Linked DNA regions of Mus musculus: regions 2, 3, 4, 5, 6 and 7 are each linked to region 1. The links are chromatin contacts, called in public promoter capture Hi-C and targeted proximity ligation maps. All regions are on one chromosome and are shown on one strand. The core of a region is the stretch at or near the end of the contact, and the rest is flanking DNA. Distances in the headings are between cores, read along the strand shown.

Evidence for each region. Promoter capture Hi-C pulls out the DNA fragments that hold promoters and counts their contacts.
Region 2: a contact with region 1 is called in a promoter capture Hi-C map of liver, with 5 times the contacts expected there. A contact is called at or near these places in 12 of 39 promoter capture datasets (the 3T3-L1 cell line, 3T3-L1-derived adipocytes, the HPC-7 cell line and 8 more), 3 of 130 datasets of targeted methods (embryonic stem cells and pancreatic cancer cells) and 2 of 9 other capture datasets (embryonic stem cells and macrophages).
Region 3: a promoter capture Hi-C map of liver shows a contact between it and region 1, with 4 times the contacts expected there. A contact is called at or near these places in 5 of 39 promoter capture datasets (3T3-L1-derived adipocytes, the HPC-7 cell line, liver and 1 more) and 3 of 130 datasets of targeted methods (the NIH/3T3 cell line, embryonic stem cells and pancreatic cancer cells).
Region 4: a promoter capture Hi-C map of embryonic stem cells shows a contact between it and region 1, with 4 times the contacts expected there. A contact is called at or near these places in 16 of 39 promoter capture datasets (the 3T3-L1 cell line, the C10 cell line, the HPC-7 cell line and 8 more), 12 of 130 datasets of targeted methods (embryonic stem cells, microglia, pancreatic cancer cells and 2 more) and 1 of 9 other capture datasets (pancreatic islet).
Region 5: a contact with region 1 is called in a promoter capture Hi-C map of pre-B cells, with 3 times the contacts expected there. A contact is called at or near these places in 9 of 39 promoter capture datasets (the 3T3-L1 cell line, the HPC-7 cell line, HPC-7-derived erythroid cells and 6 more), 1 of 484 Hi-C or Micro-C datasets (B cells), 3 of 130 datasets of targeted methods (astrocytes, embryonic forebrain and stem cell-derived neural progenitor cells) and 1 of 9 other capture datasets (adipose tissue).
Region 6: a targeted proximity ligation map of epiblast stem cells shows a contact between it and region 1, with 5 times the contacts expected there. A contact is called at or near these places in 3 of 39 promoter capture datasets (3T3-L1-derived adipocytes and liver), 3 of 130 datasets of targeted methods (embryonic stem cells, epiblast stem cells and large pre-B cells) and 1 of 9 other capture datasets (adipose tissue).
Region 7: a contact with region 1 is called in a promoter capture Hi-C map of neutrophils, with 2.6 times the contacts expected there. A contact is called at or near these places in 10 of 39 promoter capture datasets (the C10 cell line, the SN4741 cell line, cranial neural crest and 6 more) and 2 of 130 datasets of targeted methods (astrocytes and pancreatic cancer cells).

Annotation. Positions count from the first base shown.
Region 1 is chr19:8,721,949-8,725,420 of GRCm38.p6, forward strand. Snhg1 (small nucleolar RNA host gene 1) reads left to right here and starts at 1,539. Exons shown (of 10, transcript NR_002896.3): 1 at 1,539-1,558; 2 at 2,193-2,241; 3 at 2,455-2,535; 4 at 2,724-2,773; 5 at 3,066-3,098; 6 at 3,274-3,308. LOC115489078 (a small nucleolar RNA gene) reads left to right here and starts at 2,045; the gene lies at 2,045-2,116. It overlaps LOC115489084 (a small nucleolar RNA gene), which reads left to right and starts at 2,303; the gene lies at 2,303-2,377. It overlaps LOC115489083 (a small nucleolar RNA gene), which reads left to right and starts at 2,584; the gene lies at 2,584-2,653. It also overlaps LOC115489082, LOC115489081, LOC115489086 and a transcript of Slc3a2 not described here.
Region 2 is chr19:7,038,260-7,041,731 of GRCm38.p6, forward strand. It overlaps Stip1 (stress-induced phosphoprotein 1), which reads right to left and starts at 1,767. Exons shown (of 14, transcript NM_016737.2): 1 at 1,621-1,767. The coding sequence starts at 1,629.
Region 3 is chr19:7,061,578-7,065,049 of GRCm38.p6, forward strand. All of the region lies in intron 1 of Macrod1 (mono-ADP ribosylhydrolase 1), which reads left to right. Among named protein-coding and RNA genes, the nearest start is that of Macrod1, 6.5 kb to the left of the region's middle.
Region 4 is chr19:7,266,534-7,270,005 of GRCm38.p6, forward strand. Rcor2 (REST corepressor 2) reads left to right here and starts at 1,746. Exons shown (of 12, transcript NM_001320554.1): 1 at 1,746-2,555; 2 at 3,232-3,288. The coding sequence starts at 2,429.
Region 5 is chr19:10,181,242-10,184,713 of GRCm38.p6, forward strand. It overlaps Fads1 (fatty acid desaturase 1), which reads left to right and starts at 1,647. Exons shown (of 12, transcript NM_146094.2): 1 at 1,647-2,023. The coding sequence starts at 1,811.
Region 6 is chr19:7,309,695-7,313,166 of GRCm38.p6, forward strand. All of the region lies in intron 1 of Mark2 (MAP/microtubule affinity regulating kinase 2), which reads right to left. Among named protein-coding and RNA genes, the nearest start is that of Gm17227, 14 kb to the left of the region's middle.
Region 7 is chr19:7,339,971-7,343,442 of GRCm38.p6, forward strand. Mark2 (MAP/microtubule affinity regulating kinase 2) reads right to left here and starts at 1,890. Exons shown (of 18, transcript NM_007928.3): 1 at 1,198-1,890. The coding sequence starts at 1,251.

The DNA.
Region 1 (3,472 bases), core at 289-2,788:
TTAAAATACTTTTTTTTTCTTTTTTGAGACAGGGTTTCAACTATGTAGCCCTGGCTGACAAGAACTCATTATGTGGTACATGCTGAGCCGCTGAGCTCCTCAAACTCCTCCTGAGCCTGCATCCCTAGGGCGGGACTAAAGGCATGAATCAACATGCCCAGCATTATTTTTTCTTAATTAAACTTTAGATGTGTATGTACCACGTGTGTGTCAGGTGCCCATGGAGGCCAGAAGTGGGTACTGGATCCCTTGGAACTGGAACTGCAGATGGCTACTAGCTGGGAATTGAACCAGGGTCTTCTGCAAGTGCTGATTTTGAAATCAGGCTGCCTGGATTTATACCTTGGATCTGATACTGTTTATCTGGGTAACAGTCAGCAAATGACTTAACCTCTCTGGGACCCGAGCTTCTCACCCATAACTGTACCTTACCACCTTCCAACTTGGATTATTAAGTGAGGTCATGCAGAAGAGCAATTAGTATGAGAGTAATGATAATTGTTCGAAAGGCAAGCTTCTGCATATAGATGTTTGCTATATGCATATGACTATAATGCTACTGCACACTCTCAATAACCAGTCTATAGCTGCGACTTAGAAAACTGGTAAATTCTAATGATTGTTCCCCCCAGAGCTCTTTATATCTAAGACCACCCATGCATAAAATGAGGGTTATCCCTAACTTTTAGGAGTGTGGAATATTAACTCATATTGGGTGCTTTAAACGGTAAGCCCAGTTGTGTGGAGAATTGTCAGCCTCAGTAGTATAGCACTTATCTACACATGCACATAGCAGCAGCTTTAATCTATAGCACTGCTAAAAACAAAACATGCAACATGCTCCATAAATGACATCTAAATGCTGGCCCTACTTCATTCAATCCGGGCCAAGAACATGGCGAAAATAGACCAGGAAGCAAAACACAAAAATCGGTCTCCAGAATGACGTAGGGCTTCTAGTCCCGACTGGGTTTCCCTAAAAGGCTTCATGCAAGGAAGCGAAAATCCAACCGAGCTCAGCCCAGGGCCCAGTACCTGAGTCGCCCGCTGCGCTGACAACCTGGACATCAAGCCCCGTCTGCGCGCTGGGCGGCTGGCGGGGAACCGAGACACCGTCGGTGGAGTGTTCAGTAGGTTCAGGATCCATAGAGATGGATCAACACGCGGCTTAGCGTGAGTGAGGGTGAGAAATCGCCTCAACGTATGGATATTGGTAGTTGTGACCCAGACAGTCGAGCTGTATGGGTCGCGAACCAAAATCTCCAGCGATGACGTTTTACCCGCAGTGAGTAAGAACCGCCTAGCCGCAGCGCCAAAGGCGTAGCGTCGCACTCCCCTAAAGCGCCTGCGCCTCTTTTTCGCGCTGCAAAATCAGAGGCGGAGCTCTCCGCACGCCCCTTTGGGCGGATTCCTCTACCCACAATTCCTCCGGCTCGCACACCGCTTACCTTAGCGCCTGCGTGAGTCCTAGTCCCACCTCCAAATCCCGTGGGCCTTTGCGAGATGCTATTTATAGGCCACACGTTGTTCTTGTCGGCCTCATTTTTCCTTGTTCGGGGTAAGTACTCTACGTCTTTATGTGCTGTAGTTTTCACTTTGTTTTTTTCTTGTCTTTCTCTTTTTTTTTTTTTTTTTGGTTTTTCGAGACAGGGTTTCTCTGTATAGTCCTGGCTGTCCTGCTGAAACTCACTTTATAGACCAGGGTGGCCTCGAACTAAAATCCGCCTGCCTCTGCCACCCGAGTGCTGCGATTAAAGTCGTGCGCCACCACGCCTGGCTCTTGTCTTTCTCTTAATCAGCTTTCCTATAACTGCGGCTGGCTTTTATCACAAACACCTATCTGTCACTGTTGTGAACCGCCGCCTGTATTTTCTTACGTAATGTTTATTTCTGGTGATTTAAAAGACCCTCGTGGGCAGCGTTAATAAATGTGGACTTTGGTAATCTGTTCCGTAGTCTTAGCGGGGAGACCATGTTAGGGCATTCAAGACCTAAAGATGACAGGATTTTGTGAAGGACAAAATGGTGGCGGCAGTGCAAGGCCACCCCCTATGATGAGGACCTTTTCACAGACCTGTACTGATATATCTGTGAGGATAAGTAACTCTGAGGAGGCTGGCCCTACATCACAGCCTTCTCATCCTTTAGAGATTTCTTGGTGTAGAAGTAACCCGATGCTAACTTCTCTACAGGTTTGAGGTGCCACCTTACAAAAGGATGGGTGTACGCTCTCTTTTCAGAGTAAGTAGTGTTAATGGTTTTACCAGATTTTTTTGGTTGTTGAGTATAAGTTGTGTGTGTGCTACGGGGATGATATGAAAACTGAACTCTCTCTTTCTGATGGTTTAGTGGAGAAAACAAAAATTCTCTGAGTAGCACAATCTGTGGCAGGTATTTGGATTGTTTGGCATAAAGTCTTTTATTGAAGTTTGGGGTTTTTTTTTTCTGTTCTAGATGTGGTTCATCTCAAAGCCCTTTACACTTTGGAGCCAGGCCTGTTCAATTTTACAAATAACACGTTTTGCTTGTAGTCAGGTAGGTATTGATGGTTGGTGCTTCCTTAGGGAACATATTTAGATGGCCACTTAATGATGAACAATGTAAATGACAAGCATATGGCTGAGTTGCAATGATGTCATCTTACTACTGAAATGGGCTGAAGAAAGAAGGTGCTGAGGTGGCTGTGATTACATTTAAAAATGACATTGTTTCTCTGTTTCCAGGGTGCTGTGACAACATGAAGAGTTCGAGCTACCTCCCAGGATGAGTGCAGGTAATTGTCCAAGTAGAGCTTAGGGTTTCCCTAGGGAAAATAGTCAAGACAGACATTGAAGCAGCACAACACTTTTTTGCTGCTTACTATTTGTATTTCTAGAGGACACATTATGTTAAGGCCTTTGTTCTCTTAAAAACTCAACTGTCAGATGATTTGAAATGATGACACTGAACACTCCGTGAAGGTGTGAATTTATAGCATGTTAGAGTTCTGATGGCAGTTAGTGCTGACAGACAGATTGTAATTCTGTCCTGATGGTTGAAAATAACTACTTGTTACTCTTCCACAGGTTTTCCTGGTGACAAATCTCAGGCATTCAAAGGTTAGTTAGATTATTTTGGATGGGGTTTGTTCACTAGGTTTGCTGTTTCTATGATGAATCAAACTAGCTCACTATGACTGCTAATGAAAACACAGGAACACCTGAGAAACCAAAGGGTAGTGTGGGGGCAAGGGCCTTATATCCAGCCTTTTCAAGGTTTGTTATTTTTCTCCAGGTTCTGTTAGCAGTGCCATACTTGTGGGTTTACAGGTGAGTGATTCCAGTGTGTGGTGTGGTGTATGTGCATAGCATTGGACTGGGGTGGGGGGACCTAACTGAGAACGTACTTTGTGTATATATGATGACTTTCATAGAATCTCGTTCGGCTGATGATTGCTGTTGAGACTTGGAAATCTGATTTTTCTCAGAATGAT
Region 2 (3,472 bases), core at 517-3,016, 1.7 Mb before region 1:
ATTGAGTGCACCATCATGCCTAGCAAAATTAAATCTTAAAATATAAACTATGTGTCACTGTAGGAGTTACCTGGAATTCTACTCTTCAAATGTACAATTTTCCAGACAGGGTTTCTCTGTATAACCCTAGCTGTCCTGGAACTCTCTGTAGACCAGGCTCTCCTCAAACTCAGAAATCCACCTGCCTCTGCCTCCCAAGTGCTGGGATTAAAGGCTTACTTATGCCACCACCACCTGGCTCAAATGTACAATTTCCAATATTCAAACGCATTTGTGTATATGCTAGTGCATGGGGCAGACATTGGAAGTCAGGGTCTTCCTCCAACACTCTCCACCTTACTCTGAGACAGAATCTCAATGAATCTGGAGCTCACAGACAGGCCTGAGATGCTCGGGTCTCCCCTCCCCTCACCGATTTAGTGGGTAAAGGCAATCGGAACCCAGGCCTTCATCCTTAGACATCAAACGCTGAACCAACTGAGCCATCTCTAAGCCCAACGCTCAAATTTGTCATCTTACTGTAAGTTTGCAGTCCACAGGAACACTTGCACACTTGTATAATGGCTGGCAGGATTTTTCCCCACTGAGGAGGGTGGGGAGGATGGACGGGGTAGACCATAGCTCTAAATTCAGGCCCTGTGTTTGATCCCTAGTGCCACACAATGAATGAATGAATGATAATGAAAAACAACCTCTTTTTGTTGTAACAGAGCAAGGTGTTACTCATACCAAAAAAGCGTCTCTCTTGTCCGTACTGCAGTTACAGTTTAATTACTCCAAGGGTACAGAAAGTTGATTAACCTCTCCATTTAGTCTTATTAACAAGGTGAGAGGCCCCACGGTCCCTCACAGTGACTATTCCAGAACAAAAGGTTTTACTTTATACATCACAGTAAAAGTAGTAGTAAGCTGTGCTCTTTTTGTATGTGTGTGTTTGGATGAATCACAACGGTTCAATGACAGCTTCCAAGGTAACAAAACCTCTCCAGGCCTCAGATGCAGGCCACTGTAGCCTGAGCTAAATCACCAAGGTAAGGACGGCAGGTTTCCCTCTGTGCCCCAGATCAGATGCTGAGCGGTAGAGACAGGGACTTCTAGCTCCTCACTATCGGCTCACAACTGTCTAAAACCACTAAATCCTGTGTAATCGGGAACGGAATTTCCAAGGGTCGGATACTCAGTCACCCCACAGTCACTACGAAAAGTGGGGGGAGGGGCGACATATGTATGCCTCAGGGAGCCCTGGTGACACTGTCCGCGCCCGCCTTCTCTGCAGTCGCGCGGGTCCTTTTCCCGGGCGCACACAGATGCCGTGTACCCCGAAGGCTGCTGGGGTGATCGGTCACCGGATCCCTCCAAGTTCGCAGCGGCCGACAGGGGCCTCTCCGCGCTGAGGAGGCCCGGCCCCCAGAAGCTTCGGGGCCCGGCCGCGGCCAGGCCTGTTCCCGCTCCACTCGGCGGGTCGCGGGGGCGACGGGCGCTCGCCATTCTCCCCTCACACGCCCGACCGCGGCTCTCACGCCCGCGCCTCGGCCGCCCGACCCGGCCCCCCAACCACTCGCTTCTCCCCGCCAACAGGCCTGCGCTGCCCCGGGGCCCCGGCCGCCCCTCCCCCTTCACCTGCTCCATAGCCTGGCCCGGAACCCCGTTGAATCGAATTCGTCCGCTCCGCGTTCCCAACCGCACGCGCCGCCTTCTGGAACCTACTAGAAGCTGCCGGGACCCCCAGGTTACCGCCCCTTCCTCGCCTGCTCACTGGTTGAACACGTCCAGGAGGCTCTGCTCGCCCCTTTTATAGGCTTAAAGTTCAGTCAATCATCGTGACTTCTCTTTCATTGGTTTTTTACGGGTCTTCTCTTCAGCCCTGCCTCCTCTGCACCTCCGGATTGGACACTCCGCGGCAAGTCCCGCCTATTTCAGGGCTAGGCTAACTGAGGGAGGAGCGGGTCTTGACGACACGGATTGGTTGGTTAGTCCGTCAATTGTAGCTGGCCTGGCCGCACCCATTGGTCCTGTTCTTTCTGGAAATTTCCACAACTCTCATTGGGCTGAAGGACTCCTAGACGGAACCGCCTTTCAGAGGAAACATTCAATTGGGTGGATGGGTGGGGAAAAAAAAAAATTTGGCCATTCCTGGCGCTGATTGGTTTATGCCGCTGCCCTGTAAGGGGGTGCTCGGCTGGCTGGTGGTTCGTGGGGAGTCGAGCATCTGGCCCGGTGTCGCCTAGGCTTTAACTACAGCGTTACAAGCTGTTTTCCCTGAGTCTGAGACTGTTGGCCCGCGCTTCCTCGCATCCTGACTATTAGGCCCGGAATGTACCCAAAATATTGCGGGCTATGACGGGCCTGCGTTGAATGTTCCCAAAATGCTGCGGGCCACGACAGGCCTCCGCTTTTCCGGCAGTGTCCTGGCGGACCGGCTGCTTGGCCCTTACTCTCTGAACTCAGCTGCAAGCTTTGGTCACCATGGCCTGCCAGCAGAAATGCTACTTGGGTTGCAGGCTTAGCGTGTAGCTTATGGAACGACAGAGACTGATGATCAGGGGTCTGGACAGGATTTGTATAAGGAACGTGGGCTGTGCGGTGCCATGTCTGTGCCAGTAGCACCAATGCATACCCTCTCCATCCGGTTACCCCTTATCTGTTCACTTATGCCTACCTAGTTCTTTCTCCTGCCTCACTTAAGATCGGAGGAAATGAGCGGTGGTGGCATACAGCACGCAGGAAGCAGAGGCAGGTGTATCTCTTAAGCTAGCCTGATCTACATAGTGAGGTCCAGGACAGCCAGAGCTATCCATACCAGAACTATATAGTGAGACCCTGTCTCAAGAGAGAGGGAGAGGGAAGAGGCAGAGTGCTGAAATTACAGGTGTGAGCCAAATGTGGCAAGAGTACTTTTTGGGTGACTGGAGATAGAAACAAAGGTCTTGTCTGTGCTACACAAGCCCTCTACCCATGAGCCTCCAACCTTCTGTTTGACAAAAAGAAAATACAAAGGTTAGGTTTTTTGGTTGTTTTTTTTTTTTTTTTTTTTTTTTAATTACAAAAGGCATGTATACAAAGTGCATGATTAAGCCAGGCATGATGGAGTGGACCTTTAATCCCGCACTGGGATGGGGGCTGGGGGTTAGGTAGATCTGTGTGAGTTGGAGGCCAGCCTGGACTACAAAATGAGTTCCACGACAGCCAGGGTTCTGTTACACTGAGAAACCCAGCCTGGAAAAAAACAAAGACACCACCACCAACAAAAAAAGTGCATGACTGCAATCCCAAATTTTGGGAGTTGGAAAAGGGAGGGAGATCAGAATTCAAGGCCAGCCTGAGCAAATGAAGAAAAAAAAATGGAAGGAAGGGGAAGGGAAGGGCTTGAGATGGCTTGAAAATGTGGTAAAGGGTGTTTATTCCCCAACCAAGCAAGCCAGGCAACCTGAGTTTGAGTCCTTGAACACACACAACAGAGATATATCACCAC
Region 3 (3,472 bases), core at 249-2,748, 1.7 Mb before region 1:
GCTGCTGAGCCAGCATACTGTGCAGGCACACCTGAGAATTAGGGGTGAGGGCATCTCTTCCACGTTGGGATGCAGCCTTGGCCCACCCCAGTGTGTGTGGAGGCAGGTCCAGAGCTGCAGTAGGCTTCACTCTGTTCTCCACTGTTGTGCCATAGGCTCGGATGAGTCGCTGCTCCCAGGTGATTAACGCCACGGAAGCCGCACACTACTGTGTTCAGGTGCACAACCTTATCAGCTGTGCCCACCTGGTGTTCTGCAGACTCAGCCCTCCCGCCCCCCGATGCCCAGCCTGTCTCATCTCTCTGAACGACGTCTTGCAAAGTGCCATAAAGATACTTCTTAAAACACATCATTGAATTCCCGTTTGCCTGGCACGCTTTATGGCTCTGGCAGAGTTTGCTTCCTCCTGCCCAGCTTTCATGCCCACAAGCCCTGGAAGCTTAGTCTGGGGTCAGGCTTCCCCATCAAAATTTACTGCGAACATCTTTTTACAACACCTGTCTCAGTGAGCCGTGAAATACTTTTCGCCTCTTCAAAAATGAAAGAAAATGAAAATGCATGTTTTACATCTTTTATAAAAAAAATAAAACCCACTTGTGCTTTAAGTTTGCATCTGACTTGATGGGAGGAGGTGGGCAGTGACTCCTGTGTGCGTGTGGCAGCACAGGCCTGGAAGGTGGCCCTGAAAGATGGGGCTGAGCTGAAGAACAAGTGCACGGGCCTTGGGGCAGAGAAGCATCTCAGGCAGCTGTGTAGCATCCAACACCCCAGGAGCCTGCCGAGCGAGGCCATGACCATGTTTGTAGATGGGCACACAGTACTGGTGTGCTGGCCTTTTCTTTGTGTCTAATGTAGCCCAGGCTGGCCTTGGATTCCTGATCCTTCTGCCTCTACCTGACAAATGCTGGGATAAGAATTGTGCGCCAGCTGGGTGTGGTGGCGCACGTCTTTAATCCCAGCACTCGGGAGGCAGAGGCAGGCTGATTTCTGAGTTCGAGGCCAGCCTGGTCTACAAAGTGAGTTCCAGGATAGCCAGGGCTACACAGAGAAACCCTGTCTTGAAAAAACCAAAAAAAAAAAAAAAAAAAAAGAATTGTGTGCCACCACACCTGGCTCATGTTGGCTTTTTGAAGTTGTGTATTTAGGGATGGGTGTTGACAGGGATAGACTGACAGAGGACTCCGAGGCTGGTGTAGTGGTTGGTGGCAGAGACAGCGTGCAGTTTCTGGGAAACAGTGCTCTGTTTGGACTCCATTGGAGCAAGTAGGCCTTGTGAACCATGGCCATTCAAACCAGGCCACCAAGGTCGCGGAGAAGGACAGGTCCACCCCAGGTTTTTTTTAACCTGCGTGTGAGGAGGGCTGGGTCATTCTGCCTCTCTTCTGAAGGGGTGGCATCTGTCAGATGTGTCTGCTAGGGGCCTAGGTGTCTTTGGGCAGTGGAACTCGTATGTGGTGCCAGGGTTGGTTCCAGCCTGAACACTTCAGCGGCGCCAGTAGCTGGTCTACAGTGACTGGTGAGCAGTTGGTCGGCATCACCATAGCTTCGTGGTGCCAGCTCCAGGTCAGGCCAGCTGGAAACACTCACACTTGATTGTGCCAAGGTTCAGGGTGTCTTTGATCATGATAGCACACGATAACTCATCTGTGGAGCTAAATAATGGCTGAAGCTCCACCTGCCCCGCTCTCCACCTGAGGAAGGCTTTCTCCTCCTGGACCTTGTGCTGTTAGGTACCCTCCCCAGGAGGAACCTGTGATGCTACAAGGGGTCACTCTGCCACCCTGCCTTCTTCTTCTGTCCTGGAAATCACTTTGTAGACTAGGCTGGCCTTAAACTCAGAAATCCGCCTGCCTCTGCCTCTCGAGTGCTGGGATTAAAGGCATGCGCCAACACGCCCGGCTGCCTTCTTTTTCTAAAACTGTAACTGGCGATTGAACCTAGGACTCACACATGCTAGCTAAGCACATTACTATTGAACGAGTGTTCTCAGCGCACACACAGGGCCTTGGTCATGGCCCTTCAGCATCTTGGTAGATCATGTCTCTGACCTAGAGAAGGAAACTGAGGCTCAGACTTGCCCTTGAGTTTAGTGGGAGCCAAAGGGGGATGAAAGCAGCACGTGGCTCTCCTCTGCCCCTCTGTGTCCCACCTTCCCTCTCTGCCCAGGCTGCTCCGGCTTCACTCCACATCACCCCCGGATGCTGCCTCATATTATTCTGTACAGGCAGGTCCTCTACCTGGATGACTGATCGCTCAGCCCTCAGGTCTCAGCTCTTCACTGAGGCACCCATGAACCCTCACACACACTGTGCACTGTGCTGGTGGTGAACGGGGACCGTATTAGCCAAGGTCCAGGAAGGAATGTATGTGAGCCAAGACAGACTCTCAAGATTCATGGTGGGAAGCAGAGAAGGAAATGGAGAGGGTGGGCTGGCGAGATGGCTCAGTGGTTACGAGCACTGACCGCTCTTCCGAAGGTCCTGAGTTCAATTCCCAGCAACCACCCATAATGCAATCCGATGCCCTCTTCTGGTGTGTCTGAAGACAGCTATACCGTACTTATAATAATAAATAAATCTCTGGGCCACAGTGAGCAGGGACTGAGCGAGCAGGGTTGACTGGAGCGCGCAGAGGTCTTAAATTCAATTCCCAATAACCACATGAAGGCTCACAACCATCTGTACAGCTGCAGTGTACTCATATACATAAAATAAATAAATAAGTAAGTCTTTAAAAAAAAGGAAATGGAAAGGGTGATGAGAAGGGGACTTGAAAGAAAACTGTCATTCCAGGCAGAGCAGATGCAAAGACCTGAAGCAGGGAGTCACCAGGGTGTTTGAGGTAAATCGCCAGGTCAGTGGATGCGGGTGTAGTTAGGAGGTAGGGTTTGGAAATGGGGTGTGTGTATTATAAGGGTCAGCTTGGGTCAGGTCATGCTTTTTAGGTTTGAGCTGAGTCTCACCTGCAGGAACCTAGGCCTTTGTGTAAGCATCCTACCAGCTGGTCTACATTCCCAGACTTAACTCCTACCTGTGTTCTGATGCCATTTGGGTTCATTCATGTGACTTTTGCTGTGTGTTGTCCCCTCTCTAGTGATGGTGAGGTCAGCCACTCCATTCTGTTAGTCTGTGTTTGAGGGACCATAATTGGGCTGAGCCTAAGTGTATGGATGGCCTCGTGCCAGCAGGGGGAGCCTGTGAGCCATGAGCCTGGACTAAGCGGTTGCTGAGATGCTCTATCATGGTGGCGAGGGAAGGTCTGACAGGGCAGAGGGACCAACTTGGAACACTCAGAGTCTCTGAGCATGTGGGGGCCTGGGTCCTTTCTCACCATCTGAGTGACCTCAGGCTGCCTCCCAAGTCCCTGCTGCCTCATCTATAAAAATGGGAATATTTGTCTACGAGCTGCATAGAGCCCCTGGCCAGTGCAGGCAGGACGCTGACACCAAACACCAGGCCTGCCAGAGTCGGAC
Region 4 (3,472 bases), core at 496-2,995, 1.5 Mb before region 1:
AGGACGGAAACAAGAACTAAGCTTGATGCTTGAGGTCTTGGGGTCTTGGCCCGGGATCCTAGGTTCTCCTATGGAAGGAGGCAAGTGGAGGAGGGGGGACCCAATAGAAGCCTTGCCTAATGGGTGCCAGAAGCAAGAAAGACGCCATCATAGGAGAGTGTGGTGTGCACAATGGTTGCTAGCTAGGCAAAGGGATAGAAACAGGAGCACCTCACTACAAGGTACAGGTATTGGGGACAGGTCTGGCTCCCTGCCACTCATTTCTAGGGGCCACTGGAAGTCGCTTTGCCTCTTGGTACAGACCCCTTCAGCTCAGATTGCCTCTGGTTCATTTTTTCTTTCTTTCTTTCTTTCTTTGTCCCAGATCTCCCCACCCTGAGGCTTGGTGCCCAGCTCATGATTTAAGGGGAGGAAAAAAGGCCCCATAACCTTGGCCCAAGGTGTGGCGGGCAACGTGGCCGCTGACTGGGTGGCCCTATGTGGCCGGACAGTGCTGAAGTCGGGCGGGGTCGTGTCTGACTCTGCCAGCCGCAGGCAAAGAGCCCCCAGGAACAGGATGCCCCAGCCAGGTCGTGGCCTGACCACAGGACCCAGGCCGGTCGGCCACAGCCAGTGGGTAGGGGCAGGGATCCCCGGTTGGGGCCAGGGCTGCTTCTAAATTTAGGAATCTGATTACAGAGTGGCCAAGGAAGGGAAGGGAGAGGAGGGTGCGCGTGCAGGCTCGGCTCGATCTGGGCATAGCGGGTGTGCCCGGGTAGAGGCGTGTCCAGGAGTCCGGGCTCCCCGTGGGAGGGACAGCGGGCGGGGGCTTCGGCCTGTGTGAGCTGCAGCACGTGCCCCAGGCGGCGGGGACGGGCACAGGCGCAGCTCACAGGCTTCGAGCTGCTGCCGGTGAGTGCGCTGGCTCTTTGTGTGCCTGGCAGGGTGGCTGGGTCTGGCTTTGAAAGTCTCTGCCCACCCCCTCCCCCAACTCCGTCTGTGCCTCCCAACCCGCTTCCCTGTCTGTCACTCTGCCTGTGCCTGTCCGGGGGGAGGGGGGATGCTGCTTCCAGCTGGGGTGACAGTGAACCCAGTGAGGAGCTCGCCCCTTTCAGCCCAGAACTTGCCCTATTACCTTTCATACTCATTCCTCAATCTTTGATACTACTGTTTTGGGTGCAGACTGCAGCAGTTGAAAGACACTAGGGTGACCCCTGGGGACCCACAGACCTAGCAGAAGTCAGGTTCTAGCCCAGTGGCTCTTATAGAAATTCATCTTGCGCCTGTCCGGCCTCCCATCCGCTTTGGCCCCCAAGGGCGCATGAAGGGGGGGATCCCCCTGCGGAAGGGGGGGCAGGGAGTTCCTTGGCAGGAAGGGAAATGGAAGGAAAAGCTGGGCTCCACCCGGGCGGTCGGACAGGCGGCCTCAGGGCCCCCGGGGCAGGCCACAGTAACCAGAGCCCAGTAGTGTGTGGAACCGGTGTGCTTGTGGGTGGGGCTGACCCCGGGCTTCTCCTGGGGGGCACTGGGGTCTACCCAAAAGGGCCAAGTCTGAGAACTCAGAGACACCAAGGGTGCTCCCTGGGGGGGGTACGTGCGCCCCATTCCGGTCCTGACCCCACCCCCTGGAGGTCTAGCCCCGGCCCCAGGCCCCGCCCCCCGGGCCCTCCCTCCCACCCCAGGGCCAGATGTTCAGCTGGCGGAGGCATCGGCTGGGGGAGGGGTGCTGAGGCCGCAGCCGGCACTACTTCCCTGCCAGCAGCTTCATTGTGTGCGCGAGGAGCGAGCGGCGGCGGAGAGCGGGCGAGCGAGCGGCGGTAGCGCGAGCGCGGCGGGGCGAGCGAGCGCGCCGGGGAGGGTGCGAGGCGGCGCCCGCGGCTGCGCTCCGCCCGCCTCCCGGCAACTCTGCTCCAGCGCCGCACGCCGTGCGCGCCGTCCTGCCGCCGGGGCTCCAGCCGGCTGGCGTGGTTGCCGTGGGGTCGGGTCGGGCAGGGTTACCTCCGTTGGGGATCGGGGCATCCTCAGCGCAGCCGAGGGGCGCGGAGTCAGCTGCGGCGGCCACTGCGCGGTAGCCCTTGCTGGCCAAACAGCGTGGGCAGGCGCGCGGCGCGGCTCCGGGGCTCCCCGAGGGCAACGCGCCCCGACTCTCCCCGGGGGAGAACCAGCCCCGAGGGGCGCACGGAGCGAGCGTGCCCCCGGCCGCGCCGTCTCCCCCGTACCCCCACTTCACAAACTTTTCTGCCGTCCTCGCCCGTGGGGGTCGCAGTGAGCGTTAGGGCTGCCCTCCGGGGCCCCGACCTCCCGGACCCTAGCCACGCTGACCTCCTGCCTCTCGTAGCCTCAGTGGCGACCCCTCCAGGCCGGGCCAGGCGCAGCACTCGAGGCAAGCGCGGCAAGCTCCTGCGCTCTCCAAAGGATCCCGTGCCCCTCGGGGCTGCCGGGTAGGGTAATGCCCTCAGTAATGGAGAAGCCCAGTGCGGGCTCCGGGATCTTGTCCCGAAGTCGGGCCAAGACGGCACCCAACGGCGGACAGCCACACTCGGAGGATGACAGCAGCGAGGAGGAGCACTCTCATGGTGAGCCTGGTGGCCTAGGGTTAAAGGCGCGCTGGTCCGGGGAGGGATCATGGAAGGTGGAGGAGGGGGGGGGGAGAGTTGCGAACCACAGATGGTTTCTGCCGCTCCTGGATTGCAACCTCAGCCTTCTCGTGCCTGGTGTTGCCGGCACAGGAAATCTACAGGCTGGGCCCTTGACCACCCACCTCCCCTTTGCCCTCAGTCGTTGAGGGAGCTTAGGATGCCTCTCTTGGATGGATTGGGTCCTCATACCTTGCAGCCTTGCAGGGGACTGAGGTCTGATTGGACCAGGTACTGGGAAGATACCTCTATGCGGAGCTGTGAAGCTCATGTGGTGGGGAGGAGCCCCGAGCTCTCTGCAAGGCTGTGGTCCAGATCTAGGGGCAGCCCTCCAAGCTCCCACCCCCAGTTAGAACAAAGCACTTTGCTCTAGCCTGGGCTTTAAAAGTGTCCTCTTAACCTCCCCTTCCCCCCATGGCCATGACTAGGCAGGGTATGACTCTCCTAGTACCTTCTATCGGAGGGTAGCTGGGGGGCACTATCAAGGAAAAGTGAGTCTCCTGTATGGTGGGGGTCCCTGAGTGGTCAGGAAGGAGAACTCCAGATCAGCTACCTCCCCTCACTATATCCTCCCCCTACTTCCCTGGAGTCTTGACTGCCTCCCCTGGCTCCACAGACAGCATGATCCGAGTTGGAACCAATTACCAAGCAGTAATTCCGGAGTGCAAGCCTGGTGAGTGGCAGGACAGACATGGAGGGAGGGAGGGCGGCAGGGAGGGGTGGAGGCTGATGGCTTGGCCTACAGCCCCACCTGGGAACTCTTGGCTGGCTCCTGCTTGAGGGACAGGCGGTGGGCGGGGTGGGTGGCCCCGTGGCACTGTTACTTTTCCTGCTCTGCCTTCCTGTCTGGGTCTCAG
Region 5 (3,472 bases), core at 397-2,896, 1.5 Mb after region 1:
GCTGAGGAATGTCCGTGCAGACAGTTTAGTTCTCACACTTAGCCAGAGCAAGAGCGAAACTCCAAGGAGAATAGAGATGTTTTGTTCCCAGTAAAGTTCCCTATTGCAGAAAGACCCACAATACACAGAATTGTTAGAGAACAGGCTCTGTGCCACAGTTGGCAAACGGCGCTCTAAAGAAGCTCATGCTTCCAGAAATAGAGATTGCTAGATTCACCAGTCTACACACTGCTGGTGTAACCACTGCTGAGGCTGTCACACAAACTTCACGATTGATTGCGTCCTACTGTCTCCTGACAATTAAGGCCACTAAACCTGTATAATTCTAATTAATATAGTGAAACACAGTGGTGCTTGCCTATGATTACAGCACTTGGGAGGCCAAAGCAGGGCGATCATTGCAACTTCGAAGCTAATCTGTTCATCACAGTGAGTTCCAGATCAGCCAGGGCTACTGCTTCCAGGGACAAAAATAACAACAAAACACAATACGAAACTAAGATCACTAGAAATAGAAAATGCTAAAGCTAATTGCAAATGTTAAACTACATACAAAGAAGGCAAGGCTGGCCTTTCTTCGTTTTATTTTTGTTTTAAAATCGTTTTTAAAATTGCATTTATTTATTTATTTACGTGTGTGTGTGTGTGTGTGTGCTGCCATGAATTGCAGGCAATGTAGGCTAGAAGAAAAACTTGTGGAAGTCAGTACTCTCCTTCCATCTTGTGGGTCCCAGGGATCCATTTCAGGTCACTGGGTTTTGCATCAGGCAACTGTTCCTCCTGAACCATAGAGCTATCATTAGTATTGTTATCATCATCATCATCACCACCACCATCATCATCATCATCACATTTTAGTTAGTGCATGTGTGTGTGTGCATGCGTGCATGTGTTAATTGTGTGTGTGTGTTCCTAAGTACTATATTCTTGTAAGTCAAAAGTGACGGCCAATCATAGCAGACAAGACTTCTGTTAGCGTTGGGCTATCACGTGAGCAAAAGCCTGGAACTGTAGCCAATCAGTCTCTTTCTTTATGTTAGTCCTCTTTCTTTCCACACATGCTAACTGCCCACCTTGCTAGGAAGGGGGATCTCTGAACGGCTACTGGGTCAGGATGCTGTTTTGTTTGCTAAAGCCACTGTGTTTAATTTGTCACGTGTTTCCTAGGGGCAGGAAATTGACAGAACGTTTGCCTTAGCACAATCTGCTGTATGAAACAGAACGTGGAAAGCAGTGCCTGTAAACCCAGAACTCAGGAGAGTCAGAGGTTCAAGGTCATTCTCAGCTACACAGTGAGTCTGGGGCCGGCCTGAGCAACATGAGAACTGTTTTCTTTTCTATATGTTCACACCAAGCTTCTATGCGCCCTTGGGACCTCCGCCTTAGCTACATCAAGCTGTGACGCACTCAAAGGAACCGTTATCCTATCAATCCCTACCATGCTCAATAAAAAAATAAATAAATAAATTCCGAAGTGGAATAGCCTGGAGACCACTTTCAGGCCCCGCGAGGGGGCGCGTCTCTGCCGCTGGAAGTAGCCTGAGTCTCTCCGGGGAGTGGGGAGTCTGTCTTTGCTACCCGAGAGAGGCGGAGCTCGCGCCCCACGCCACTCGGCTCAGCCAATGGGAGCTCGCGCCGCGGGGCTCGGCGGTCCGCGCCAAGGGTGCTGAAAACCCTGCGCGCGAACGGCGGTCTCCGGGCGCGCGCTCGAGGCAGCCCGACGCTCCCCTAGTTCGCGAGCCTGGCGTGCGCTGCCCCGCGGCCCGGAGCGCGCACCTCTCAGACTCCAGCTTCCCCCGCCAAGCTTGCTATGGCTCCCGACCCGGTGCCGACCCCTGGCCCGGCCTCCGCCCAGCTCCGCCAAACGCGCTACTTTACTTGGGAGGAGGTGGCGCAGCGCTCCGGGCGGGAGAAGGAGCGATGGCTCGTGATCGACCGGAAGGTGTACAACATCAGCGACTTCAGCCGCCGCCACCCGGGGGGCTCCCGGGTCATCAGCCACTACGCGGGTCAGGATGCCACGGTGAGAGCGGACAATAGGCGCATCTGCACCTCGGGGAGGGACATTGGCGGGGAGAGAGGCCTTTGAACCCGGGATGCAAGCGCCTGAGAGACCGGAGCGGTAGACGGTGGCCGGAGACACGCACACTCAAACAAAGGGCTGGTTGCACATCCGTGCTTTGCCTCTGGAGTCTCAAGCATGGGTTGGATAGGAGGGAATGAGCTTTCCAGGCACCCGTTCAACGGTACTTGCAACCTCCGGTGGTGGGAGGAGGAGTCTGAGCAGAGAGTGGGAGTCGCGTCCTGTCTGCCAGGCTAGGAGGGTGAACACAGCCTTGTCTGACCTAGAGAACTGGCCCTAAGTTGGGATTCGGAGCGGAAAGGAAGTGGGAAAGGACTGCTTGCGCTAGGGATGACACTGAGGACCCGGTGCTTGGGCATCACCTGTACATTGTGAAGCCCGGAGGGTAGGGTAATGAACCTGAGCCGGTCCAAGACAGCTTGCAGTTGGAGTCGTAAAACTGTACTCGGATTCTTAGTGCGAGGTCACTTGGGCCAGGGAGGTCGACTATTGAGGGAATAGGGCTCCCGCGCGATTAGACACTTCGCGGGGTCGCGTCCCTTTTCCGTTGTAGCTTACTGAAGGAAGAGTCAGTACGAACCCCAGCTTCTGTCTAGTGGCCCTGTTTTCTCTTTTTAGACCATATCCTCCCTCAGAGGCGAGGGCCGGACTAGGAATGACTTAGGACAGAGCATTCTTTGACAGGATTGTCATCTGTTGGGTCTCTACATTTGGGTCCATCTCCCTTTTAACTACCTAATGCCATCCCTCCGACCTCTTACTCCTTGTCTGCCAGTCTAACGTGCTCCCGGGGTCCTCAGGGTTCCTATTAAGTTGCCCATGAAGTTAGAGGTGGAGGGCCTTAGCGACCAGGCTAGAAGGAGCCGGTTTCTAGAAGTAACCACCCAGAATCCAAACAGCAGTGCATTCCTATACCGGTTCATGAAAGGATGGAGCAGACCCGCTCCGTCTAGGCTTCCCATTCTGTGTGGCTTGGGGGCCTAGGATTTCATGGCAAGGACAGCGATTGGTCTGGATGTGTGGTGCCACTGACCACGGACTCCACCTCCGCTTACAGCTTTTTTTCCCTAAGGCCCTCCCACCCACCTTGTATAACCCATATTAACTATTCCGGAGCGGGAATGGTCAGAATGTTGAGGGAAATAGGGAACCCTGCCCAAAGGAGGAAGAAATGTGAAGAGTTCCCCAGCGCTGGCATAGGTAGGGAGTCTTCCTCACAACAGAAGCTGGCTAAGAAAGAAAGGGACATGTTGAAAGTACTGTAGGAACAAAAACCTCATAGCCCCACCTATTCCCGCAAGCTGCTTCTCTCCTGTGCTAAATTCCTACACCAAGTGTCTGTAGACATGAAGGCTAGCTTCGTCAGGTCCGTGTTTGTGGCATTCAGCG
Region 6 (3,472 bases), core at 672-3,171, 1.4 Mb before region 1:
CAGGTCAGACTTTACTCTTATGAGGAAGCTTTCCAGCTAGCTTCCACCTAACTTACTTAGCCGAGTCTACTGTGTCTCCCTCAGCATTCTCAGCTTAGCTGTAGGGGAGGGACTGCTGCTGCTCATTGGCTGGTCTCCTTAGTGGTTATCTTGCTTAGTGGTATACAAAAATAAAAGCAGTCCCCAGGGAAGTTTTCAGGATTCAGTCACTTCTGTGTTCTTGGTGCCCTGGCCCAGCAGCAACAGCCACTAGCAAGGCCTCCAGAAACGCTTTCCTAAGTCAAACTGAATATTATGGGGTCATGGTGCCCTGATTTCCTTGTTACCCAATAGCCCTTAACCCAGCTCTGATCCATGTGACCCTTTTGACCTGAGCCAGGGATGGAATGCTACCTACTGTTTTAAATTCATCCCCTAGGGCCTTCTGGCACCTGAATGGTCATAGTCCCTGGCAAGAACCCAGTGTCTTTGGTGTGCTAAGCTGGGACCTGCTGCCCTGCTGCCCTTCCACCTGTCCTTTCCCAGATCACTTCCTGACATAGAAGTCTACAAGCCTTCTAAGGAGAACCACCATTCAAGTGAGGGCTATGGGGCAAGTACCAAGGGCCCCAGGGGAGATCTAGTCAAGACCCAAATCTGCCCAAACAAGTTATATAACTCTGAACAAATCACTCTCCCTCCTAGGACCTGTCTCCACATTGTAAAGGCTCTGAGGCTCTGTCCAGGGTGAATAGAGTACGCGCTCAAGCTTTCTAGGCCTGGCCCTGAGATGGAGGCAGAAAGTGAGAAGGGGCTGCCTGTCATGAAGCCCACTTCCTGATCTTGGCTAATATCAAGTGGGCCTGCGAAGAAGCCTGACTCTCGTAGGAGCCTTGCCCAGCATTCTGTGGACACTAGGCCCACACGCTGAAAAATTTTAGGCTAGGATTGAAAACACTGAAATGAAACATCAATTCTAAACTCAAGGTGTTAAAAGGGTGATTTGTCTCTTTCCAAAGACTTCATCTGCCCCATCCGCAAACTCCCTGCTCCTCCCAGTCAGGAATGTGGCCACGAGGCCCAGGGCAAGGCACTACGACACAGTCTATTTCCCTCAGGCCTCCAGGCAATTCAGCCTTCAGTGAGCAGGAAGCCTTCGTGCATGCTCATGGCCTGGCAGGCAAGCAGCACACCCAGCAAGCTGAGCAGAGCCTGCCCCCACCCGCATGATTCCCACAGTGGCTGGCTCCTGGGTGGGGAGCTGCCTGCCTGCAGTGAGCAGATAATCCTCCAGGAGAAACTGATTTGGCAAAGCCCAGCAAGCAGCAGTTTCAGTCTCCCTGCCCAGGTGGGGGAGGGGAGCCAGCCCAAGCAGACCTGTCTAACAGGTCCTTAGTTCTACCACCAGTCAGAGCTTTCTTCTTGGTTCAAACCAGGAGAAGCGAGAAAGTCAAGAGTCTTACAAGGAAATGAGGAAGAATCATGTTTTCAATCCTGTCTATCCACGATGGTCCTGCACAACCCTGGAACAGTTACTACCAACAGTCTGAAGCTTCCCATGTCCTCAGATCTCTGAACTAAGCAAACAGAGTCAGGCCTGGTTAGTACTCAGATGAAAGGAAAGCAACTCATATGCCCAAAGAAAAATCTGGGTCCTCAGCAGCAGCAGGACCGAGTTGGTGTGAAATCAGTGCTTCCCGCGCCACACTCTTGAGCCCTTCTGCCCTATAAATATCTGTAGCTTCTGACTCGTGCAGAGCGCCATGTCTGCTCTGGACAGGACTCCCAACACTTCACGAGCCCATCTGCTATCATAGAGGGAAGGGTGAAACCAGCTAACCAGCCGCTCAAGCACTGGGAGAGAATTGAGCCTAATGCCAACAACAGAGGGCTTGGCTTTCTGGCTCTTGTCCCTACTTCAGGAAGCCAGACAGGGAGTCCTTCGCAGAGCGTTCTCCTGCGGTTTCCCAGTTCCTATCCAGCAACAGTGTAAACCTTCCCCTCACCCTTCCTTCCACTTTCAAAAAGGAGTTCTTTTTTGGCCAGAGAGGCCACCAAACCTTACAACCTGAGTTCAATCCCTAGAGCCCACATGACAAAAGAACCAACTGACCCCTGAAATCTGTCTTCTGGCCTTTGTACCCCTACCTAGTATGAATGTCCCTCAACACACAAACACACACGCATTGTAAAATCATTTTCAGTAATTATTGTATTTAACATACTGATTAAAACTTCTGACTAAATGGCCAATGAACTCAATAGAAAAGAGTATCTGATTTGTAAAGCAAGATGGGTATATTTCCCTGAGGTATACTACAGTGAAGAATACCTATGCTGCAATTTTTATTTTTTGCAGTGATGGGAATAAAATCCAGAGCCTCCACCAAGGCACACTTTCAAACTATTTCTTGTTTTTCATTTCACAGACAATTCATTAAGAGCTGACTGTATAAAAAGCACCCTATAGGCACAGGAGAAAGGGTTTTACAGATAGGCAAGCAGGCAGGCATAGACACACACACAGTATATTATAGCTAGCCTTCAAAAGAGTTAGCAGTCTAACATGAAAAGTATACAAATTACAAGCCAAATCCAGAAACTGAAGTTATAGTTAGTCCCTTCACCCAATTTATTAGTGGTCTGTGACCTTTAGTTATTATTCAGAGGAATAGTCAAAGACTACCTTAGACCTCACTTTGAGTGAGAACTATCGGTGCTGCCAAGATTTGCTTAAACCCTGGGGCTTGATGAATTCAGACACATAGGCACTGATTGGTCTCTGTAAGAATCACTATATAATAAGCAAGAAAGAAGTGACCCAGGAATACTGACAATAGTGTCTCAGTATTTATGTACCTTTCTTGTCTTTTATCACTGTCCGAACCTCAAAGTCAAGCCCAATAATAAGGTTATGAAAAAAAAAAAAAAAACTTTTTGAAAAGCCAAAAAATCTGCTCTAGGGCTGGCAACATGGCTCAGTGGGTAAAGGTGTTTGGTGCTAAGCCTCAAAGACCAATTCTTGGAGCCCACATAGTGGAAGAGAACTGACTCCTATGGGTTACTCTCTGACCTCTACATGTGCATTGCAACACAAAGGCAACCATACCCACAGGCATGTGTGCTCTCTGACACATAAAAAATATATACATGTAAACAAAAACTTGCTCAGGATTCAGTCATGAAAATAAAGACAAAACAGGAGCTGAGTGAGTTGTCTTGGTAAGTACTGGGAACTCCAAGTTCTGTACCAGAGTCCCCCTCTCAGTCCACATGACTGTGACTAAGCATGCTTATAGATCTTCATTGTCTCCCAATGGACAGTTATCAAGTCTGGTTTCCTTCCTTAACTCCCAGCCAACAGCTTCATCACACTTCTCACCACTGCACAGAATTCCCTCAGTTGCAGAGCTCTTCATTAAGGAAGCAGGGAGAAATGAACAGAAAGAAATTCCTGAGACACATATACAATTTATGTTTTTAAGAAAAGAAA
Region 7 (3,472 bases), core at 640-3,139, 1.4 Mb before region 1:
GCAAAGGCTAGCTAAGAGAAAGGGAATGGACAGAGCATACAAGCTGTAAACAGACTGGGAGGGGAGGAGGAGACCCATTAGGACAGGAAAGGCAGCACTGATTAAGGAGGTATTGTAAGAGAGATGGGGGAAGGTTGAGCAATAGGAAGTAGCAAACAAGAAAGATACTATGATACTATGAGAAGTGACAGCCACCAGTTTGGAAAGACAGTATCGGAATTTGTGTTGCAGTGTAAGTAGGCAGTAAAGTAGGGACTGATGCAGCTGATGCAGCCCGCAAAAGAGTGAGCAACAGGTTATGTTAATACAGCCAGACTAAAACACTGACTTTCCCACGGTAGAGGAGAGCCCAGGGATAATCTGGAAGAGCATTCAGACAGGAGGCCCAAGGACTTAAATGCCAAACCCCAGGGGGAAGAGAACAGGAGTGATCCAAAGACTCTGAAGGGAGCGGTGACTGGAACCCCAAAGGCAACCTGTGGGAAAACTATGCGCATGACAGCTGTATGGGAAACACGGAAGCGACACATGCCAGTGCCAGGAGCCTGGGAGCTCCTGCCGAAAAGAAGGGAAAGTGATGAGCAAGGAGTAGGCGAACGATTTGGAAAGGTGACGAGGGTGGAGCTGGTGGGTTGCAAGCAACAGGGAGAGCCCAATTTGGAACGGGAAAGGAGGATAGAAAAAGCTGGGGAAGTGAAAGGGGAAAGGGACCGAGAACACACTCCCGAGACACGGACTCTTGAGGGAGAAAACCGAGGATTGTGAGAGCCGGTGCGGGTAGAGAGGGTACAAAGCTAGAGAGATGCAGAAAGAGGTGGGCAACAATCCGCGGCAAATCGCGGGGTATTATTCGAGGAGCAGGAAGGTGGCTGCTTTAAGCGTGGGTGGAGGAAGACCAGAAAGGCCCCTGAGAGAAAAGGGAAGAGAGGGGGAAGCTGGGGAGATAGCACGGAAGAGCGCAGGAGGGCGGTGAGAGGCGAGGGGCGTTTGGCAGAAATACAAGTGTGCAGTTCAGTCAGGACGACGTGGGTCCCAGGTCAGGATTCGGAAGAGGGATGTGAAGGGCTGGAACCCAGGGCCAGATGACAGCCTAGGCTTGTAGAAGAAAGCAGGAGCACGAGGAGAACTGAGGGAGGGAGCCTCCGTAAGGTGCAGGGGCCCAGTCACAGAATTAGGGGAGCCCTGAGGGCTCCTTACCTGCTCCGTGTCCCTTTCGTTCAGCGTGGGTAGGGGGGTCCGAGCGCTGGACATGGCGCCGGTATCTCAGGGGAGGGAATGGAGAAGCTTGGAGGAAGATAGGGAAGGGAAGGCTAGGAGCCCGGCCGGGCGGGGCTTCTCACAGCAGGAGCACCCGCTGCATGGGCCCCGGCCGGGGGTGCGGGGAGGCCGGGCGATGGCTCACGCCAGCCCGGTGATGCACCGCTCGGGCTAGGCCTCGCCGGCTCCGAGCGGCTCCGGACCGCACCCCCCCCCCCGACCCCCGGCTGGGTTGTGCCGCCTTTCGGCCCGGCCGCGCCGCTCCGCCTACTCTCAACCGCCGCAGCCGGCCGCCTGCCTCGCTCCTCCCCTGCCCTCAGCCGCACTGCTCCGCGCCCGACACACAGGCAGCCGCCGCCGGACCTGCTGCTCCCAACATGGCCGCCACCACCGCCAGCCCTCGGCTCTTTCCGCCGGCAAGAGCCGGAAACATCCGAAACAACTAGGAACGGGAGGGGGAAGAGCCTTTTCCTCTCGGCCCAGACGATGGGTGAATTCCGGAAACTACCGAAGAAGGTAATCCCCGGGGACGCGCGCACCTCCTAGATTCCGAAGACCGAGGTTCGGCTCTGTTTACGGAAATCCACGAAGAGACTCCCCGCACCTCCAGAGCCAACCAGCAGCCACGCCTACCGGCCTTTCTCCGCCCACTTGGAGCAAGCTTTCGGCAGTTTCCGGAAACAGCCGAAGAGGCTCCGCGTGTGCTAAACCGGCCACGCCCCCGTTCCGTCGCTCGGCCGAGAGCGGTAGTCAGCCATTTCCGGCAACACCCGAGAGCTGCCGAGGCTAAGAATCTATCTCTTCGTTTCTTTCCGTCAGTTTTCGGTTATTTTCAAACCTTGAACAGGCGTGGGTCACCTGTACCTGTTGTTTGACTTAGAAAATACCGCTATTAGCTGTTCCTACAACTGATGTCCTTTGAGCCTAACGCCAACTTCCCATCCGCATGTTTAGCTCATAAAACCCACTTTATCGCTCAACCTTGCTATCAACGTGTGAGTCAACTGCCAAGTGTAGTGTCATCCTATTGCCTGTCTCCTGCTTTGCACACCCGCCCATCTTGCGACTATCTTGGCTTCTAGAAGTCTATGTCAGCCTTATATTGAGTCAGTCCCCTCATTCCTCTGTAAAGCCTGGGACAGACACCAGGTCGGACAGGCACTGGGTCAGCGTCCTTGAAACTTAACACACCTTTAAGGTACAGTATTTTTTTCAGTATTGAGAAAAATGCTTGCGTGATCTTGGCATGGAATCACATAACAAAGGCCAGCAAAATAACTCAGTTTGATCCATGGGGATCCACATAGTGAAAGGGGAGAACCAAGTCTAAAACATTGTTCCATGAGCATGCTACCCTATACACTAAATAAAAATGTAATTATATATGTATATATGTGTGTGTGTATAATATATATACATATGTATGTATATGTATATATATAAAATGAGTTGGAGAGATGGTTCAGAAGTCAAGAGGAAGGACTGGTTGCTCTCCCAGAGGACTGAGGTTTAGTACCCAGCACCCATATGGTGGTTAACAACTGTCTAACTAGTTCTAGGTGGTTTGACACCTTCTGGCTTCCACTAGGTTGCACAGACGTACATACAGGCTAAACACTCATATACACAAAAGTTAAATAGATAAATACTACAACATAGGTCAGAATGCTGGCTCATTCAGAGCCTGTACTATTTTCCAGAGAATCTGGTCAGGTCCCAGCATCCACATCAGATGGCTCCCTACCCCTTGTAACTTCAATTCCAGGGGAAATGATGCCCTCTGGCCTCTACCAGCACCCGCATGCCAGTGATACACATAAACCCATAAAAGCACAAACATAGGCACATACAAATAAATATTTCTTTAAATTACACATAACATTTCCTTTCTGCTGTTAGTTTCGATTCTATGACACAGTTTCCCACTGTAGACCAGACTGACCAAGAACTCCTGGAGCTGCCTCTGCTTCCCAAGGGCTGGGATTAAAGGTGTGCACCAACCACCCTGTCCATCCAAGTTTTTGTTGTTCTTTTGTTTTTGCTTTTTTTGGAAACAGGGTATTAAGTAGCCCAGGCTGGCCATGATATGTAACCAAGGATGGTTGAACTACTGATCCCCGGCCTTCATTTCCTCACCACTTTGATTGCAAGTGTGCACTGCCATGCCCAGCCCTAAATGACTTTTAAAATATTCTACAATGTTTAAGTCTGGAGA